2 separate regions of the Sus scrofa genome follow, and region 1 is linked to region 2. A link is a contact called in public Hi-C data. All regions are on one chromosome and are shown on one strand. Each heading gives the region's core, a stretch centred on a gene start, on an enhancer-like site or on the middle of the called end of the contact. The rest is flanking DNA. Distances are from core to core; before and after follow the strand shown. Region 1 holds the start of DTD1 (D-tyrosyl-tRNA(Tyr) deacylase 1). Region 2 holds the start of SEC23B (Sec23 homolog B, coat complex II component).

Evidence for each region. Hi-C and Micro-C count contacts between places; a contact is called where the count stands out from the background.
Region 1: a contact with region 2 is called in a Hi-C map of liver, with 3 times the contacts expected there. The contact joins the promoter of DTD1 here to the promoter of SEC23B in region 2. A contact is called at or near these places in 1 of 5 promoter capture datasets (liver), 9 of 47 Hi-C or Micro-C datasets (alveolar macrophages, brain, differentiating spermatogonia and 5 more) and 2 of 2 datasets of contacts at active chromatin or transcription factors (alveolar macrophages and skeletal muscle).

The regions. Positions count from the first base shown.
Region 1 is chr17:26,809,766-26,813,516 of Sscrofa11.1, reverse strand. It overlaps DTD1 (D-tyrosyl-tRNA(Tyr) deacylase 1), which reads right to left and starts at 2,378. Exons shown (of 6, transcript XM_003134277.6): 1 at 2,147-2,378. The coding sequence starts at 2,189.
Region 2 is chr17:26,757,446-26,761,679 of Sscrofa11.1, reverse strand. It overlaps SEC23B (Sec23 homolog B, coat complex II component), which reads right to left and starts at 1,632. Exons shown (of 20, transcript NM_001267832.1): 1 at 1,187-1,632. It overlaps LOC102163552 (a long non-coding RNA gene), which reads left to right and starts at 1,736. Exons shown (of 3, transcript XR_308679.3): 1 at 1,736-1,891; 2 at 2,432-2,585.

The sequences.
Region 1 (3,751 bases), core at 1,129-3,628, 51 kb before region 2:
TGGCATCACCTGAGACCTCTTCTTAAAGAATTCAACACCTCTCAAATTAACATGGTCAACCCCAACCTCTTCCTGACACTCTACGATTCTATTGAGATTTTAGCTGACAGAGCTAAGGGATGGGACATGGCGGTTACGGTACTGTTCCAGCTGTGTATCCAGCTGTGTAACCACATGGACATGTTTGGAATGTCCCGTCATAAAGCTTTTAAAATTAGATTATCACAATAACTTGCTTAAATGTACTTGCAATAAATGTGCTTGACCAAGCTTATAAAATGAACTAGCACCATAACATGTGATTTGTAATAGTCTAATCTGTCCCATCCATAAAGTCGGAAGTGACATTTTAGAACTGTTGAAATAAAATGCCATTTGCAAAAGGCCACACTCGGCGAAGCCAGTCCCATTCTAAAGGAATCAGAAAAATCTCTCTCCATTACAATTCAAATATGAGGCCTGGCTAACCAGAAGGTTCCTCCAGCACCTTGAGAGAATTCCGTTCTGCTAACACCTTCCCACAATTAACACCCTTATCTTTTTTAATATGCAGGATGGTTTAGTTGTTGTTTATAACGAAAATCATACAATTTAACTAGTAAACTGAAATCATTCAATCTATTCTGCTAATCTCACTGAACCATGTTTTCAATATTTCAGATCAGCAGAACGGAACGTTCTCCATTCAGATCAAAATTTAATACTCCAAAGTTTGCTCACTGTTCATGATGAACACACAGAGCAAACTGCAAGATACTTCTCAGAAGCCAAAAAAAAGACATTTTCCTCCATGAATTTTCCCAGTTTTAGTGAAGTTACATATATTAACTAAAATGCTAAAAAAAAAAACCCAGTTCTCAAATTCCATAAAGCCCAGAGCTATCCTATTCCCTATTACTCCAGGACCATAACCAAAACCAGCTACCACAACAGCTTAGAAATCATTACGCAGGATTGGAAAGTAGAATCTCAAATCTAAATATATGGTTTTACTGAGCTTGGTTGTTTCTTCGGGATTTTGCTGTTTTGGTTTTAGATTTATACTTTCCTGGACACAAAAACACATACTTGGTATGGACTGGCTTGAAGGAAAGGCTATCTAGGATTACCTGAATGAAACAGTATTAGAATTCTGCCAAAAACAAAAAAAACAAAAAACAAAAAACTGGAAGATAATCTAAAATTAGTCATTTAAAATTTCCTGATATCTTTACTATCTTGGCTTGAGTTTTTTAAAACGACTCCCTTCTAGGAAATGTGTGGTGACTGTGAGTTAAAGATCCAGCATTGTCACTGCTGTGCTTACAGCAGTGGCCGCGGGTTCCATCCCTGGCCCAGGAACTTCCTCAAGCTGCGGATGCCACCAAAAAGTAAAAAAAAAAAAACAAACAAACAAAAATATAAACGACTCCGTTCTATCCATTAATCATCTGGACCCCTGATGCTCAAACCAGACTACAGTGATCAACTGATGACTAATGGTTGGGTGGCTTGGTCAACAAGAAACTGGTGGAAAAGAGAAACATCTCATCCTGAATCCTTTAGATTCTGACTGTCCCTTCAGGGCTCGGTGAGGAAGGGGAGTCCTGGGCAGGAACGCGCTGCACCGGGGCTGGGCGCTGGGCACGTGGGCGGACACACGGTCAGAACTCACCCCTACCGACAACTCTTCACAGCTGTGCATCTCACTGGGCGTCAAGCTCCATCAAAACTGGGATATGGAGAAAATGGGCAACAAAAGGAAAATGTCGAGCAGAAGGTTGCAAAATGGGTAGTTCTTGCTCCGGAAATGCTCCCTACATGTTGTTTGTGCAACATTCCACGAAGAACGGGCCACAGAGGTGCTCAGAGGATGCTAGGAGGTTCGGCCACCTGGCACTCAGGACTGAAAGAAACGCTGGTGAAAATAATGAGGCGCGTTCATCGTGAACCCTAAGCGGAAACCCTGCAGCTCGGGCCGCGCCGGGACCCCCCGGGCACGTGGACGGCACCGCAAGCCGGCCGGGGCTGCGCGCCGCCGGGGACCGAGCTCGCGCAGGGCTGCAGCTGCCCCGGGGCGGCGCGGGGGAACCCTCGCGGGGGTGGCCGTGTCGGCCGGGCGCGGGGTCAGGGGCGGCTCCTCCCGGCCCGGCCCCGCCCGACTGACCTGTGACGCTGGCCCGGGTGACGCGCTGCACCACGGCCTTCATGGCGGCGGCTGGGGCGAGCGGGGCGGCGCCGGACGGCTTCCGGCCTCGAGACTCTCCAGGCGGCGCGGCGACAGACGCCCTCTGCGGGTGACACCAGGAAGTGCGCGGGCGGCCCTGCAGGACCCGCTAGTCGGCAGCTCGCCCACGTCGGCCACGCCCACCCACAGGTTGTTCCCGCCGGCGTCGGTCACGCCCACCTGAGCCCTAAGTATAGCCCCGCCCCCGTCATAGGCCCCACCCATTCTCGATCCTGCCCCACCCACAGCTGAGCCACGCCCCAACGCTGGGATCCAGCAACCCCCTTCCCAGTCCCCACCCCCAGCCACACTCACAGGTGCCCTGACAGCAGTTTCTGCACCTGTTTCTTCTCACATCTCGGGCCTAAGAACCAGTCGTAACTAAATCCCAGCTTTGTTGTCCAGACTCCTAATCCTAATTGTGTTTCTCTTTTCATTTTCCACCCCTCAGGCCCCAGACCCTCCCAAATTCTTTTTCCCTTGTCTTCCTGTCTCAGTGGTTCCTCAGAAGCCAGATAGAAGAGGATCTACTGCCTAAAGCAGCCATTTAAGTGTTTCCGTATTCACTTGACTTAGCCATGTCAGGACACTGCAGATACATGACTATGTTACTCTAATCCCTTCTCTAATACTGATGCTTAGTCTCTCTCACAGGATCGTTAAAAGATTTGAATAAAATATACAAGTGCTTAGAAGCTGAAAGGACTGTACAAGTATTACCCTGACAAATTAGTATCACTGATAAAAACAAGCCCCTCTCATGTGTCCCCTTACAGTGTAACAGTACTTGTGGGTGTAGAGTGATGGGGTTTGGAAACAAAATTGGGTCTGCTTGCCCATGTGTAGTAAAGCCGATCTACTGATACCAGGTTGTGGTGAGGGAACGTGCAGTGTTGACTGTAATGGCGCCCTACTAGGAGAACAGGTGTCTCATGCTCAATAACTCCAAACTCCCAGAAAGGTTTCAACCAGGTGGTGGGGAGGGGGGTCACAGGGCATGTGATCAGCTCATGCACAGTTCTCTAGCTGATGGTGAGGAAACAGGGCACCATCACAGGTAACATTATCAATCCTTGGAGTTCCCATCATGGCTCAGCGGTTAACGAACCCGACTAGCATCCATGAGGACTTGGTTTTGATCCCAGGGCCCGATCAGTGGGTTAAGGATCTGGCATTGCCATGAGCTGTGCTGTAGGCTGGCAGCTACAGCTCCAAATGGACCCCTAGCCTGGGAACCTCCATGTGCCTCGGTGTGGCCCTAAAAGACAGACACACAGACAGACACAAACACACACACAATTATCAATCCTTAGGTGCTAGTATGTCTGGAGGCTACTTGCTCAGGATGATCAAGTATTTAATTTCTTCCATTTGGTGGGGGTTTTAGCATCTGTAAAACAACTCAGAAATGTTTATCAGATACTATTATCTGGGTACTATGGGATGAGGGGAGGGCTGTCACAGGAAGGCCCCACAGGGCCCCCCCAGGTTATAAGGACTCTCTACCCCATATATGGCAACTCAGCATATTGAATATGTTTGAGT
Region 2 (4,234 bases), core at 383-2,882:
CTAACACACACACTTCAGCTACTAGGGTTCAAGGGAACAAAACTCTCTAAGAACAATGAGAAAAAAAGCAAATTGAGGAATCTTTTAAGTGGCCTGAGTGGTCTCTAATGCAATGCTGAATAATGATTGTCTCCAAGTTACTCTGAGAAGTGCCATACTGTTAACAATTTGGACTAAAGGAATAACATATGGCTATAAATGCAAATGAATTGATTACCCTATTATACACAACAGAGACCACAAAAATTCCAAATGTTTGCTTTAACTGAAAATTTAAGGCACCTACCTGTTACTTCTGGCAAAAGCGGGAAGCTGAAGCACTATGTACACAGGAAACACTTTGGTAACTTCCTGGGTAGCAAAGGGTAATTCAGGTGGGAATGAAAACAAGTTCTAACATCCCAATTTTCAGCAAGCACTGCCGCAGACTTCATTAAATGAGTTTCCGTTCTCAAAACAGTTCATAATTAAAAGGTACTATCTCCACTCCATATCCCCAGGTATCTACATACTAAAACTTGCTCTCTTCCTTCCCCACTGACTCTTCCCCTTGCCCCTTCTAGATCATGGATTCTTGGGATTTAAAGGGTCAATAAATTCTCTGAAGGTGTAAGCAAAACCGAGTGCCTGAGTGAATATGCATTTTTCTAGAGAGATGGGTCTACCACTAACATATATTCAAAGAGGAAGGGTTTCAGAAGAGGCTAATAGCAGAATGGATGAATTAATGAATGAATAAGTGAAACTTAAGTTCTTGTAGATGAATCTGCCCTCTCCCCCCTCCCCACCCACCCAATTTATGCCATTCAGGTCATCAAGGCAGAACTTTTCAGGACACAACTAAGTTTAAACAAGGTTTTATCCTTAAAAGGAGTCCGAAGACCTGGGTTCTAGTCTCAGCTCTGTCACGAAACATAAATCATTTAACCTAAACCTCGAGTTCCTCAACTGTAAAATAAACGTTGGATCCTTCCGCCACGCGCGATTCGGTTCATCCTGCGCCAGAAGCCGGCTGGCCACCTCACCTGGCGGGGACCGCGTCACTCTCCGCAGATCCCAGGGTCAATGATCCCCTCAATTCCTCTGCCCGCCGAGAAAAGGCCTCGCCTCGGGAGAAACCCAACTGCCCCCTGTAGAGACCCTTGTCCAAGCCCTTGGCGTCCCATCACCTGGGCTGCCCACTCACCTGCCCGGAAACGCTCACCGGCTGCAGCTGTGCGCACCCACTGCTACAAGAGCCCGGCTCCGGCTCCCACCGCCAAGTCCAGCTCAGCTCTCAGCCGATTGGTCAGCGCCTTTGTGCGTCACGCCACAGCGCCGTCCGATAACCAATTAAAGAGCGCCCACCCCTGAGAGAGAGCGGAAGCAAGACACTCAGAGAGGCTGCGCCGCCATCTTGGAACAGGGCAAGACAGCGGTCCTTCGCTCTTTAAAAATTAACAGATCCTCGGAATACACGTTTTTCCAAGCTCACCGCCAAATGTTTATACTTCAGGAAAGACCTGTGCTGCCAGACTGTTTCCTAGGTGAAGTCAGCACGCCTCAGGGGTTCGTCCTACTCCATTAAGGCGGCCGCTCGCCTAAGCGGAAAGTCCCTCTCATCGCCTTAGTTACCGAGAAGCGAGAACAATGACGTATGGCCCCGGAAGAAGGCGTGTTTCCTCGTGAAGGGGCCCGAAGCTGGCCGGAAAGAGACGTTAGCACGCGGGAGGGGCAGGGCGGAGAGAGTTTAGGAACGCATGCGCACGAGATTCCTGTTAGTTCCTCTGGTAAAGTGAGCTTCATCAAATTGCAGGGTTTCCTTCCTTCCCAATGTCCGGTTACTTCGTCTCTGAGGAGCCCGACACTCGTGCACAGTTCCTCTCAGTCCCTGTTATACTTTCATGTGAAGGTCAGTAACTGGAAACTGGTCCTATTCGAGCATTTTAAGAGACTAACAAAACTCCTAATACATTGAGCTTAACTTTCTACATCTACCACTTCTGTTTTACACCTTATAAGTAGCAAAACCAAGCGCATTTATTAATCTGACCTAGAGATGTAGCCACTTTGTGTCACGTAAAAATAAGCAAAATTATATAAACTTGAAAGTATGCTTAGAACATATCAAAGCGTCCGAGAATTACCATTAATTAGATCAACCCTTAGTACGAAGCGTTGTTGTTGTTTTTCTGCTTTTTAGCGCTGCAACTGCGACATATGGAAGTTCCCAGGCTAGGAGTCGAATTGGAGCTATAGCCACAGCAACCAGGTATCCGAGCCTTTTCTGCAACCTGCACTACAGCTCAGGGCAGCACCGGATCCTTAACCCACTGAGTGAGGCCAGTGATCAAACCTATGTTCTCATAGACAGTCAGATTATTTTCCACAGAGCCATGACAGGAACTAACCCCCCCCCTTTTTTTCTTTTTCTCGTTCTGGAACTTCCCAGGGTAGAGATGGATCTCATGCCTCCGCAGTGACCCAAGCCACAGCAGAACTCTGAATCCTTAACCCACTGAGCCACAGGGGACCTCCAGTACAAAGTTTAAAATGACTAACATCATGGAAATTGGTTTTAAGTCGATGTGCTGTGAAACTTACAGGTAATATAAGAACTTGAATAATGATTCAGTTTTGCTGAATAAATTTGCAGTTTTCATGTTCCTAAAACATTTCATTAGAGTAATGTTAGGGTTTTTTAAATAATTAAACTAGTAGAAGTTTAGGAAGTTCAAATCAATTATTCTCTCAGTAAGGAAACGAACTTGATTAAAACACACAATTGTATTATATTTTACAGTGAAAAAATACTTAGTTGAGGTTTTTTGTTTTGTTTTTTAGCCAAACATTAAAAGAATATCATTTGCCTAAGATCTGGTTTAGTTATTTGAAAATGGATTTCTTCTATACTAGAAATTTCTGTAAGAAGGATTTTTTTTTTAATCTTGCACATTTAAAAGTTTATTTTTTGAATTTTAGGACTAGATTTATGTGAGTGTGTAGTCATCTTGATAAGTGTTGGGAAGGAAGAAATTTTTCTTTCCTTCTAGGTTCTTCTGGCTGGCCTAAGAATTAAATTAACGTGAATAGAGAAAATTAAACAAAAAACTTAACATGTACATGGGAGAGACTCAGGAAAATCAATGTCCCCAAATGTTTGAAGGAAAATCAATGTCCCCAAATGTTTGAAGCCTTCACACTAAATACATTCTCAGAGTTCCTGCTGTGGCTCAGCAGGTTTAGAACCTGACATAGTGTCAGTGAGGATTCAGGTTCAATCCCTGGCCTCACTTAGTGGGTTAAAGATCCAGTGTTGCTGCAAGCTGTGGTATAGGTCATGCAGAGGTTGCAGGTGCAGCTTGGATCGGGTGTGGCCGTGGCTGTGGCCTGCAGCTGCAGCTCTGATTCAACCCCTAGCCCAGGAACTTCCATATGCCACTGGTGCAGCTGTAACAAGAAAATAAATAATAAATACCATTCTGAGCTAGAGACAAAAGAGGATATTGGGGTTGGTAGTCTGTTCTGGGAGGTCACCAGGAAGAGCACAGTGAACAAGGGTAAGATCGTTAAGCAGATTTAAATCAATGCTTTCTCTGTTGATAACTGTCATTAATTACAAAAGGGTAGGTAATTCCGGAGTTCCCGTCACTGAGCAGCGGAAACAAATCCAACTAGGAACCATGAGGTTTCAGGTTCAATCCCTGGCCTCCCTCAGTGGGTTAAGGATCCAGCGTTGCCATGAGCTGTGGTGTAGGTCGAAGATGCAGCTCGGATATGGTGTTGCTGTGGCATAGGCCGGCAGCTGTAGCTCTGATTAGGCCCCTAGCCTGGGAACCTCCATATGCTGAAGGTATGGCCCTAAAACACACACACACACACACAAAAAGGGTAATTCCTCCTTGGTTCAGAGTATTTTTCATGCCTGCTGTTTCTTAGAAAATAGCCAGCATGAAATAATTAATATGCCTAAAGACATATTTGGGGATGGCAAGTTCTGCTCCCCTGTACAAGCAGTCAGAAATGTAGCAATCTGGAGTTCCCGTCGTGGCGCAGTGGTTAACGAATCCGACTAGGAACCATGAGGTTGCGGGTTCAATCCCTGGCCTTGCTCAGCGGGTTAACGATCCGGCGTTGCCGTGAGCTGTGGTGTAGGTTGCAGACATGGCTCGGATCCTGCGTTGCTGTGCCTCTGGTGTAGGCCGGTAGCCACAGCTCCGATTCAGCCCCTAGCCTGGGAACCTCCATATGCCGC